Regions from separate parts of the Pan troglodytes genome. Here region 2 is linked to region 1. Evidence: chromatin contacts called from public Hi-C data. All regions are on one chromosome and are shown on one strand. Each heading gives the region's core, a stretch centred on a gene start, on an enhancer-like site or on the middle of the called end of the contact. The rest is flanking DNA. Distances are from core to core; before and after follow the strand shown. Region 1 holds the start of TMEM82 (transmembrane protein 82). Region 2 holds the start of AGMAT (agmatinase).

What was found. Hi-C and Micro-C count contacts between places; a contact is called where the count stands out from the background.
Region 2: a contact with region 1 is called in a Hi-C map of stem cell-derived neural progenitor cells, with 3 times the contacts expected there. The contact joins the promoter of AGMAT here to the promoter of TMEM82 in region 1. A contact is called at or near these places in 2 of 7 Hi-C or Micro-C datasets (induced pluripotent stem cells and stem cell-derived neural progenitor cells).

Annotation. Positions count from the first base shown.
Region 1 is chr1:215,456,022-215,461,504 of NHGRI_mPanTro3-v2.0_pri, forward strand. It overlaps TMEM82 (transmembrane protein 82), which reads right to left and starts at 3,637. Exons shown (of 6, transcript XM_016954690.3): 1 at 3,076-3,637; 2 at 2,816-2,888; 3 at 2,529-2,703; 4 at 1,141-1,561. The coding sequence starts at 3,163. SLC25A34 (solute carrier family 25 member 34) reads right to left here. Exons shown (of 5, transcript XM_524516.6): 5 at 4,328-5,483.
Region 2 is chr1:215,618,404-215,624,108 of NHGRI_mPanTro3-v2.0_pri, forward strand. AGMAT (agmatinase) reads left to right here and starts at 2,735. Exons shown (of 7, transcript XM_001149966.8): 1 at 2,735-3,129; 2 at 4,467-4,669. The coding sequence starts at 2,858.

The DNA.
Region 1 (5,483 bases), core at 2,387-4,886:
CAAGCTGGTCTCAAACTCCTGACCTCAGGTGATCCACCTGCCTTAGCCTCCCAAAGTGCTGGGATTACAGGCGTGAGCCACTATGCCCGGCCAAGACCTCCTTCTCTCTTTCTCTCTCTCTCTCTTTCTCTCTCTCTCTTTCTCTCTTTCTCTCTCTCTCTCTTTCTCTCTTTCTCTCTCTCTCTCTTTCTCTCTTTCTTTCTTTCCAGAATCTCTCTCTGTCGCCCAGGCTGGAGTGCAGTGGTTCGATCCTGGCTCACTGCAACCTCTACCTCCCGGGTTCAAGCGATTCTTGTGCCTCAGCCTCCTGAGTAGCTGGATTACGGGCATGGACCACCACACTGGGCTAATTTTGTATTTTTAGTACAGGCAGGGTTTTACCATGTTGGTTAGGCTGGTCTTGGACTCCTGACCTCAAGTGATTTGCCTGTCTCAGCTTCTCAAAGTGCAGGGATTATAGGCATGAGCCACTGTGCCCGGCTGACTCCTTCTCTACAAAAAATAAAATTAGCCTGGCACAGTGGTGTGTGCCTATAATCCCTACAACTTGGGAGGCTGAGGTGGGAGAATCACTTGAGCCCAGAAGGTCAAGGCTGCAGCGAGCCATGATCGTGCCACTGCACTCTAGCCTGGGCCACCAAGCAAAACCCTGTCTCAAAAAACAGAAAAGCAAAGCAAAACAAAAACATAAACAAACTTGGACAGCAGCCTCTCATCAGACTTCCCTGCCTGGCTGTTGAGGGCTCTCCAACAGGCCCCTTTGAACCTGGCCAGCCTCACCCCTTCCCCGTGCCCTTGGGGTGACAGCCACACTGGACTCCTGTGGCTTGTTTGGCACGGCCATGCCCTCTCTCCCCTCTGGGCATTGGCACATGCGGTTCTCTCTGTCCAAGATTCCATTCTCTGCCTCGCTTCTCTTAGGGATCTCCTGCTCATCTTTCAAAGCCCAATCTAAAGACTACAACCTCAGGGTGCCCACTACATGCTGCTTCTCTGCACTGCCCCCGCCACACAGCCTCTGTCCTGACCAGGCACTCTGGGATGGCAAGAGTGAGGGCTGATGGCTGTCGGCCTCCCCGGAGCCTGACCCAGACAGAGGGATGTGCGTGGATTGAATGGAGCAGGCCCCACAGCGCTCACCCTGCATGTAGATGACCAGCAGCGTGTAGCAGATGGTGAGCGGTGTCCAGAACCGCATGGCCTCCGAGGTGGTCAGGAAGTCCTGGTTGATGAGGGCCACAGCTGCCAGGTCACCCACAGCAAAGGCTATGGCCAGGGCATGGCCCAGCAGCTGGGGGAGGCTGTGTGCATGGGCCAGCAGGCCCAGGCACACCCCACAGTAGCGCTGGCTGCTGTGCAGCTCGTAGAGGCGGCAGACGTGGCGGTGGAGGCGCCGGGCACCCAGGCCCAGCAGCGTGGCCAGCCCGAGGCTCAGCAGCAGGTTCAGCGTGCGGTGAGGGGCGCCCTCCTGCAGGAAGCTCAGGCCACAGGTCAGCCCGCAGCCCAGCGAGTACTGGCACAGCAGGTAGAGCTGCAGCCTCTCGGTGGCACCCTGGGAGCCCTGCGGGGAGTGCCGAAGAGGGGCCGAGATGTGGGGGCTGCCTCACCACAGGTGCTGCCCACCACAGGAAGCCGGAGCCTGAAGGGACCTTGGGGATGGTTCCCGAAGGGGCCACATCGGCTTCAGATGAAGCCCTAGGGGATCATCTCTCTCACCTTAATTTCAATCATATGGGTTTTTTTTTTTTTTTTTTTTTTTAGACAGAGTCTTGCTCTGTCACCCAGGCTGGAGTACAGTGGCTCGATCTCCGCTCACTGCAACCTCCGCCTCCTGGGTTCAAGCAATTCTCCTGCCTCAGCCTCCCAAGAAGCTGGGATTACAGGCACCCGCCACCATGCCCAGCTAATTTTTTTGTTTGTTTGTTTTTGTTTTTAGAGATGGGGTTTCTCCATGTTGGCCAGGCTGGTCTCGAAATCCTAACCTCAGGTGATCCGCCTGCCTCGGCCTCCCAAAGTGCTGGGATTACAGGCGTGAGCCACCACGCCCAGCCTTCAATCATGTCTTAGTACTTGGGGCCCATCTGTTAGCTGAAGGGTGGTGGTTCAGAGTCTCAGAGACCTGGGTCCAAAGCCTGACTCTATCTGTTGACCATAGACAAGCCACATACTCTCTGAGCCTTAGTTTCCCCATCTGTGAAATGGGGAATCAGAGCAAACCTTTACCCCTGTGGCTGTGAGGATTACGTGATGCACACGGTGCACTCGGCGCAGGGCCTGGCATTTGGGGGGCCGGATCTACAGAAACTGTCACTCTTGTCTTCTTGGGACTGGGACTGTGTCCACTGTGAGTGTGGCCCCTTCCGCAACCAAACCCAAGGGTGCAACCTGCAGCCTCTGTTCTCAGTCTTACGGAAAATACGGTGAAGAGGCTGGGATGCTGGACCTGGGCCCTGCTGCCCACATTCCGGGGGTGAGTCCGGGCCCTGGGCTGGGGAGTGATCCACCCACTGCCTTCCCGGAGGCCTCACCTTGCCCAGGGACAGCAGCGTGGACACGGCCCGGAGGGAGAACTCGAGCACCACGAGGGCAGCCACCCGGGACCCCACGACCGTCAGAAACAGGGCCAGCCCTGCCAGGTGCACCGTTTCCAGGGAGGCCCACTGGGCCCGAAGCCGCTCCTTTTCGGGTCGCCGCTGCGGGTCACTTTGGGGACAGAATGGGTGTGGGCAGGGGTGCAGAACTGCCACCTTCGACCCCTGGTGGGGGTCCCCGTGCCCCCAGCCACATTCCCTGGGGGGATGAGGTGGGCACTCACTTGGCACAGCCCACGAAGAAGTAAACTTTCAGGAGGCTGTTCAGGACCAAGACTCCAAGGGCCCCGATCAGGCCTGAGGGGGTGGGAGGGAGGCAGCGAGGCAGCGTGCAGGGGTGTTAGGAGGGCAGGCTTCGTTGGTAGGGTCAGAGGGGGCGGCCAAGGGGCAGGGGTGTCGGGAGACCAGGTGGGTGGGGTCCACCCTGCACTGCAAAGAGCTGGAAGGGGGCGGGGCCAAGGCAGGAATGGGGTGAGGTGCTCACCTTGCAGGAGGGAGTCGAGGAGGCTAGAGCCCCACTCGAGGGAGGGGAGGCCGGGGAGCCAGGAGGGGAGGGATGGAAGAGAGAACATGGCAGCCCTGGAAGGAGCCCCAGCCTCCGGCCAGGTCTGCGCAAGGACAGACCAACGTCACTGGGCAAAGGTGTCAGTGGAGGGAAGGAGAGAGGCTGGGAGGGGTCAAAGGCCCAGGGGAGGGGAAGGGAGGAGAGCCAGGGGTGTTAACCCTTCGAGGCCCAGAAGGGCAAGGTCCCAGCTCCAGGCACACGGGGTGCCTGGAGCCAGCTGCTGCCCGGGCTCCCCATTTGGGCAGTGTGGGGTGAAGGGACAGGTGTCTCTGGGCTGGTCTCTGGTCTCTGTCCCTGCTAAAGTCTGGCATCCACTTTACTTGAAATCTTCCTTGAGGGAGGACAGGCGCAGTGGCTTACACCTGTAATCCCAGCACTTTGGGAGGCCAAGGTGGGCAGATCACAAGGTCAGGAGTTTGAGACCAGCCTGACCAATATGGTAAAACCCTGTCTCTACTAAAAATACAAAAAATTAGCCGGGCGTGGTGGCAGGCACCTGTAATCCCAGCTACTTGGGAGGCTGAGGCAGGAGAATGGCTTGAACCCAGGAGGCAGAGGTTGCAGTGAGCTGAGATCACACCATTGCACTCCAGCCTGGGCAACAGAGCAACACTCTGTCTCAAAAAAAAAAAAAAAAAAAAAAGCAATCTTCCTTGAGGGCTTGAACCACCCAATGCCCCTTTGAAGTCCCAGGCTCCATCTGTCCTGCCCCGCCTTAGGTGTGGGTCCTGTCCTCTTGCAGCCTGAAGTGTGGGCTCTGACCCTTCAGCCCAGGGTCTGAGAGTAGGGACTCTATCCCCCCCATAGCCAGAGATCAGCTGTGCCCTCTCAGCCTGAGGTCTGGGCTCTCTTCCCCCACAGCCAGGAGGTCAGCTCTGCCTGCTTTTTGTAAGGTCTGGTTCCAGCTTCCCAAAGCCTCCGGCTCTGATTCGGTGTGGAATCTCCTGCCGCCCGAGCCTGCCTGAGCCTTCTCCTCCCACAGGCCGGGGCCGCCCTTCCTGATGCTCCTCCCTGGGTCCACTAGGTGGCAGGCCTCACCTGGGTCCAGCAGGGCGGAGCTGAACAGGTGGACCACGGCTCCCATCCTGCTTTCACAAACAGAAAGGGCAGAGGGAGCAGAAGGTGGGGGTCAGGGATGGGGGAGACTGAGATTCACCACAGAGGAGGGTCGTTGAAGTAAACAAAATATAAAACTTTATTGGTTTGGAGTGTGCAGTAGCAGGTGTTCCTGGGAGCGGCACTTACAGACTTGGGGTGTGGCTGGGAGGGCAGGTGGGGCTGCTCGGCAGCAGTCCTGCCCCTGCCAGGGAGTTGGCATCCATCTCTGCAGTGTGAAGGTCGGTGTGGCGTTGAGAGCACACCCATGGGGAGTGGTGCTCAGTCTAGAGAAAGGCCCAGGGTCTGCTGCTGGCCCTGCCACATCGCTTCCCTTTCCCGGGCCTCAGTCCCGGGAACAATGGGCACCTGGACTGAACAATGGGCACCCGGAGCTTCTTTCAGGCTTGTCAGGATATGTGCAAATGACCACAGGGCGGGCAGCTGGGAGGCCCTCCGTGAGAGCCCTTAGATGATGTTGGCTGAGGCCAGGCGCGGTGGCTCACGCCTGTAATCCCAGCATTTTGGGAGGCCGAGGCGGGCGGCAAGGTCAGGCATTCAAGACCAGCCTGGCCAACACAGTGAAAGCCTGTCTCTACTAAAAATACAAAATTAGCTGGGCATGGTGGCGCACACCTATAGTCCCAGCAACTCAGGAGGCTGAGGCAGGAGAATCACTTGAACCTGGGAGGTGGAGGTTGTGGTGAGCCGAGATTGCACCACCACACTCCAGCCTGGGCAACAAAGCGAGACTCCATCTCAAAAAAAAAAAAAAAAAAAAAAAATGATGTTGGCTGAACTGCGGCCCCTGCAGAAGTGCATGTTGAAGTCCTACCCCCTAGTAGCTCAGGATGTGACTGTATATGGAGATAGGCTCTTGACAGAGATAATTAAGTTAAAATTGGGCCAAGTGAGGTGGCTCATGCCTGTAATCCCAGCACTTTGGGAGGCCAAGGCCAGTGGATCACTTGAGGTCAGGAGTTCGAGACCAGTCTGGCCAACATGGCAAAACCCCATCTCTACTAAAGATACAAAAATTGGCCGGGTGTGGTGGCACACGCCTGTAATCCCAGCTACTCAGGAGGCTGGGGCAGGAGAATTGCTTGAACCTAGGAGGCCAAGGTTGCAGTGAACCGAGATCGTGCCACTGCACTCCAGCTTGGGTGGCAGAGCGAGACTTCATCTCAAAAAAAAAAAAAAAAAATTAAAGTGGGGTCATGAGGGTGGGCCCT
Region 2 (5,705 bases), core at 1,485-3,984, 160 kb after region 1:
GATTATGGGCATGAGCCACCGCACCCAGTGAGACCCTATTTCTACAAAAAATACAAAAATTAGCTGGGCATAGTTGTGTGCACCTGTAGTCCTAGCTACTTGGGAGGGTGAGGCAGAAGGATTGCTCAAGCCCAGGAGGTGGAGGCTGCAGTGAGCTATGACTGTGCCACTGCACCACAGCCTTCATGACAGAGCGAGACTTCTATCTCCCTTAAAAAAAAAAGTAGTTCAGGGTCTTTTGAGGGTGGGCTTCTACTGAACATTGGACATGTGGAGCTGAGGGCCGGGGTGGACCACTCCAGGCAGACAGAAAAGCATGAACAAAGGAAAGGAGGCAAGAAAGTGGGGGCTGAGGCAGCTGACCATGGGCTGGAGGAACAAGCCCGTGGAGCTGCAGAAGGGGAAACACAGGAAGAATTGGCTCCAGGAAGCATTACCAGGCAGGCATATGTATGGTGATACTAGTGAGAGTGAGATCAGCTGGAAAGCTGGGGTGGGAAGGCCTGGACCAGGGTAACAGCAGAGGAAATGAGCAGAAGGCTTGGGTGCAGGAAACCATCAGGACTTCCTAAATTTGGGGGCATAGAGCAGGATCAGAGACAGGGAGGTGGAAAGTCGCTGGCTGAACTTGCAGCCCACCCCAGGTGCTGTCAAGCATCCATGTCAGGGTTAGAAATTGGTCGCCTGGAGCTCAGGGCTGGGATTTGGGCTTGTGGTTGACCTGCCTGTGGGTGAAAATCATCACCTCCGTATTAAAAGGGATTGCCAGCCGAGAAGGAGCCACGAAGGTGGAAGGAGACCAGGGGAGTCCCAGTCAAGAGGCCGCCTGAGGAACGTTTCAAGGAGAGAGGGTGCTCAGCTGTAGTGGATGATGGGGACACCTCATTGGAATGCCTGGCACATAGCAGACACTCAATATTTGTGAGCTGAATGAAAGAAAAACCCGGAGTAAGAACATGATACATTCAGGACAAGCAACATGAAAGAAATAGCAGTTGAATTTGGGAGTCAAGAGAATAACTGAGACCCTTTAAGTGGCATAAGGGAGGAAAAAAGGAAAAAATAACTGAGATTGTTGCATTTGTTCCAGAAAATGGCGGGGACCTGCCCCAAGGCCAACACTAAGCACTGATAATTGACCATTAGGAAACTCTGTCCCGACCTGCAGAGTGGAGGCTGGAGTGGTGTGGGGTTTAATGTGCAACCTTTTTTTTTGACAGAGTCTTGCTCTGTTGCCCAGGCTGGAGTGCAGTGGCACGATCTGGGCTCACTGCAAACTCCGCCCTCCCGGGTTCACGTCATTCTCCTGCCTCAGGCTCCCGAGTAGCTGGTACTACAGGTGCCCACCACCACGCCTGGCTAATTTTTTGTATTTTTAGTAGAGATGGGGTTTCACCATGTTAGCCAAGATGGTCTCATCTCCTGACCTCATGATCCGCCCACCTCGGCCTCCCAAAGTGCTGGGATTACAGGTGTGAGCCACCGCGCCTGGCCTAATGTGCAACCTTTGTGTAGAGGTTGCAACGTAAATGCAAATGTGAGCCTTTTCCATTCAATCTCAACATTTAGAGATCAGAAAAAATAATATATATAATACCGCTAAATGGCTCACATAATTCCATTACAAATCACTTCTTTCTTTCCACAGTGTGTTTTTCTTTCCCCTTAGAAATAAAGAGGATGTAGCAGGTTCTCTGGCACTGTGACCTTCCTTACAGCTTGCCTGTAAGTCCTTTATTTATTTATTTATTTATTTATTTATTTATTTATTTATTTATTTTTGAGACAGAGTCTTGCTTTGTTGCCCAGGCTGGAGTGCAGTGGCGTGATCTCAGCTCACTGCAAGCTCCGCCTCCCGGGTTCATGCCATGCTCCTGCCTCAGCCTCCCGAGTAGCTGGGACTACAGGCACCCGCCACCATGCCCGGCTAAATTTTTGTACTTTTAGTAGAGATGGGGTTTCACCGTGTTAGCCAGGATGGTCTCGATCTCCTGACCTCGTGATCTGCCTGCCTCAGCCTCCCAAAGTGCTGGGATTACAGGTGTGAGCCACCGCCCCTGGCCTCTAGTCCTTTTTTAACAAGGTTATTTAAAAAGACTTTACTGGCCAGGCGCGATGGCTCACGCTTGTAGTCCCAACTACTCGGGAGGCTGAGGTGAGACGATTGCTTGAGCCCAGCAGTTTGAGGCTGCAGTGAGCTATGATTGCACTCCAGTCTGAGCAACACAGCAAGACCCCGTCTCAAAATAACTAGCTAGCTAGCTAAGTAGCTAACTAACTTTACTGCTTCTTGAGATTCCTATCCCTGGACATTTAAAAATACATTATTAAAAAAATGCATTTCCTATTTTTCTGGCTTAGAGAAAGATCATTTTCCTTCATATCTTTCTGGCTTTAAAAATATTACTCTGGGGTGGCTGCTGTGGCTCACACCTGTAATCCCAGCACTTTGGGAGGCCAAGGTGGGAGGATCACTTGAGTCCAGAAGTTGGAGACCAGTCTGGGCAACACAGTGAGACCGTCTCTATAAAAACAAGCAGAATTACTCTGAATGGGAGAAGAGGCTGCTGAAGGCCACAGTGGGGAGCAGGGCGCAGACACCGCTGGCACAGTGCTGGCCAGTGGGCACCCCCAGCCTGACTCTATTTGCCAGAGGCTGAAGTCCAGAGGGGTTGAGGGGAGAGCACGGCAGGTCCCTGGGGCCCCTCCCCCGCCTTGATCCCAGGGCGCCCCTGACCTTTGAGCCGGCTCGGGTTCCGGCTCTGGCGCGTGCACACTCGCCTCGCCGTTCGGGACCAGCCAGATCGCGGCGGCCTCGCGGGCGGTCTGGTCGGTGAGGTCTTGGCCGCGCGCGGCAATGCTGAGGCTGCTGGCGTCCGGGTGCGCCCGGGGCCCGGGGCCCGGCGTGGGCGCGCGTCCTGCCGCAGGGCTCTTTCACCCGGGGCGCCGCCAGAGCCGCCAGGCTTCCGACGCGCCCCGGAACCAGCCCCCCAGCCCCGAGTTCGTGGCCCGGCCGGTGGGCGTCTGCTCCATGATGCGCCTGCCGGTGCAGACCTCCCCCGAGGGGCTGGACGCTGCCTTCATCGGGGTGCCCCTGGATACTGGGACCTCCAACCGGCCTGGGGCGAGGTAAGGCCGGAAGGACAGGGGCCGGGTACACGTGGAGGGACTGCTTGCTGGCTGTCGGGCATGGAAAGCACCGAGACAGGCGCCCCTGCTGGCCCCGGGTCGAGTTGGAAGCTGGTGGCCGGCTCCAAAATGCCCCTTATAGTTTGAGATGGTTGATTTCCCTGGACCCTCAATAAGCAACCCCCAGGGCTCAACATGGGCGTGGCCTCCCACAGCTTAGTGTCATCATTGGTCAAGAAGGGATTTTGGCCGGCCGGGTGGCTCATGCCTGTAATCCCAGCACTTTGGGAGGCTGAGGCGGGCGGATCGCGAGGTCAGGAGTTTGAGACCATCCTGACCAACATGGTGAAACTCTGTCTCTACAAAGGTACAAAAAAAAAAAAAAAAAAAAAAAAAAAAAAAAAAAAAAAAAAAAAAAAAAAAAAGCCGGGCATGGTGGCGCGGGCCTGTAATCCCAGCTACTCGGGAGGCTGAGGCAGGAGAATCGCTTGAACCCGGGAGACGGAGGTTGCAGTGAGCTGAGATTGCGCCACTGCGCTCCAGCCTGGGCAACAGAGTGAGACTCCGTCTCAAAAAAAGAAAAAAGAAGGGATTCTGGAGCCTGAACCTTCTCTGTGTCCCCATCCTGGGGCCTTGCTGGGATGGCTGCTGTGGATTCCTCCCCTCTCCTCTCCCCAGCTTACAGTGGCAGGTGACATTGCATTTGAGAGCAGAAACTGGCTGCCCCTTCCCCAAATCTGAAGATGTCACCTGACTCAAGAAATGCTCAAATGAAGGCAATTTTCCTAGGATCAAGTCGAAGGAAGCAAAATTCATCTTCCTAGTTATTGAACGTCAGCAATTTCTGATTCAGCTCAGCAACACTATATCTGACCGTACTGATCTGAATTATGAAAGCCAGCACTTATTAAATGTCTCCTAAGTGCAAGGTGCTTTGCATAGATTACCTCATTTAATTTTTACTACAGTGCAAGGTAAATATTTTACAAATCAGGAAACTGAGACTCAGGTAGATCATGAAATTGGCTAATGCCATTTAGTACACTTATTTAGTCTCTTCGATATATAGCCTAGATCAGTGATTCTCAAGTGGGGCGGTTTTGCACTCAGGGGACATTTGGCAGTATCTGGAGGCGTTTTTGGTTGTTACACCTTGGAGGAAGGGTGCTACTGGCACCTAGTGAGTACAGGCCAGGGATGCTGCTAAACATTCCATTATGCAATACCGCGACATGGAATCATCTGGTCCCAAATTGCTGAGGCTGAGAAGCCCTGGCCTAAGCAAAGCCTGAAATCTCTGCAGATGGTGGCTGACAGGATGATTCTTCCTTCTGCAGATTCGGACCTCGCCGCATCCGGGAAGAATCAGTGATGCTTCGGACAGTCAATCCTAGCACGGGGGCCCTCCCCTTCCAGTCCCTCATGGTTGCAGACCTAGGCGATGTGAATGTCAATCTTTACAACCTTCAGGACAGCTGCCGGCGAATTCAAGAGGCCTATGAGAAAATTGTAGCAGCTGGCTGTATTCCTCTGACCTTGGGTAATGTCAGTCTGCAAGAGCCAGAGTAGTTCCCTGCACTCAGGGTTTACTTATCAGGGGCTTGAGTACAGCTACTTCTCCCCTGCAAGCCACTGCAAATGTGCAGACAGTAGGAAAGAGAGCATTGTAATTCATTTATTTTAATCCCTGGGGAGAGAATATTTCACGTGTGTGTGTGTGTGTGTGTGTAAGACAGTCTCACTCTGTTACCCAGACTGGAGTGCAGTGGTGCAATCTCAGCACATTGCAACCTCCACTTCCTGGGTTCAAGCAATTCTCCTGCCTCAGCCTCCCAAGTAGCTGGGATTACAGGCGCCCACGACCATGCCTGGCTAATTTTTGTATTTTTGGTAGAGTCGGGGTTTTGCCATGTTGGCCAGGCTGGTCTTGAACTCCTGACCTCAAGTGATCCGCCCACCTTGGCCTCCCAAAGTGCTGGGATTACAGGCATGAGCCACCGCACCCGGCCAAGATGATGTTTCTAATGACTTTATTTGCGAGGAGGACTGCAAAGAGGGTGTTTTTGTCCTGCTCAGGGTCTACATCAACCTATAGGGCAGCTTTCCCCTTATCATCACCCCTGACCCACTCTCACTTTTTCTCTTGTTCACAAATACTTAAAATGACAGGGATCTTTTCCTAAATATCCAAATTCACTTTTGCCAAGTTAGAGAGCCTAGCCTGCATGGCATACGGAGAGGAGTGTGGTTTCCCGATGGCATGGTTTGAAGTCTCAGCTGCACTTCTCCCTAGCAATGTTGCTGTATACCGAGCTTGATGCTTCACACCCTCACCTGTAAGATGGGAATGATCACAGTAACACCTACTCACTGCATGCTGTGAGGGGCATATAATGAAAGTGCACATGAAATGCCCAGCATCAAGCATGGCATATCTTTTTTTTTTTCTTTTTTTTTTGAGACAGAATTTCACTCTTGTTGCCCAGGCTGGAGTGCAATGGCACGATCTCGGCTCACTGCAACCTCCGCCTCCCGGGTTCAAGCAATTCTCCTGTCTCAGCCTCCTGAATAGCTGG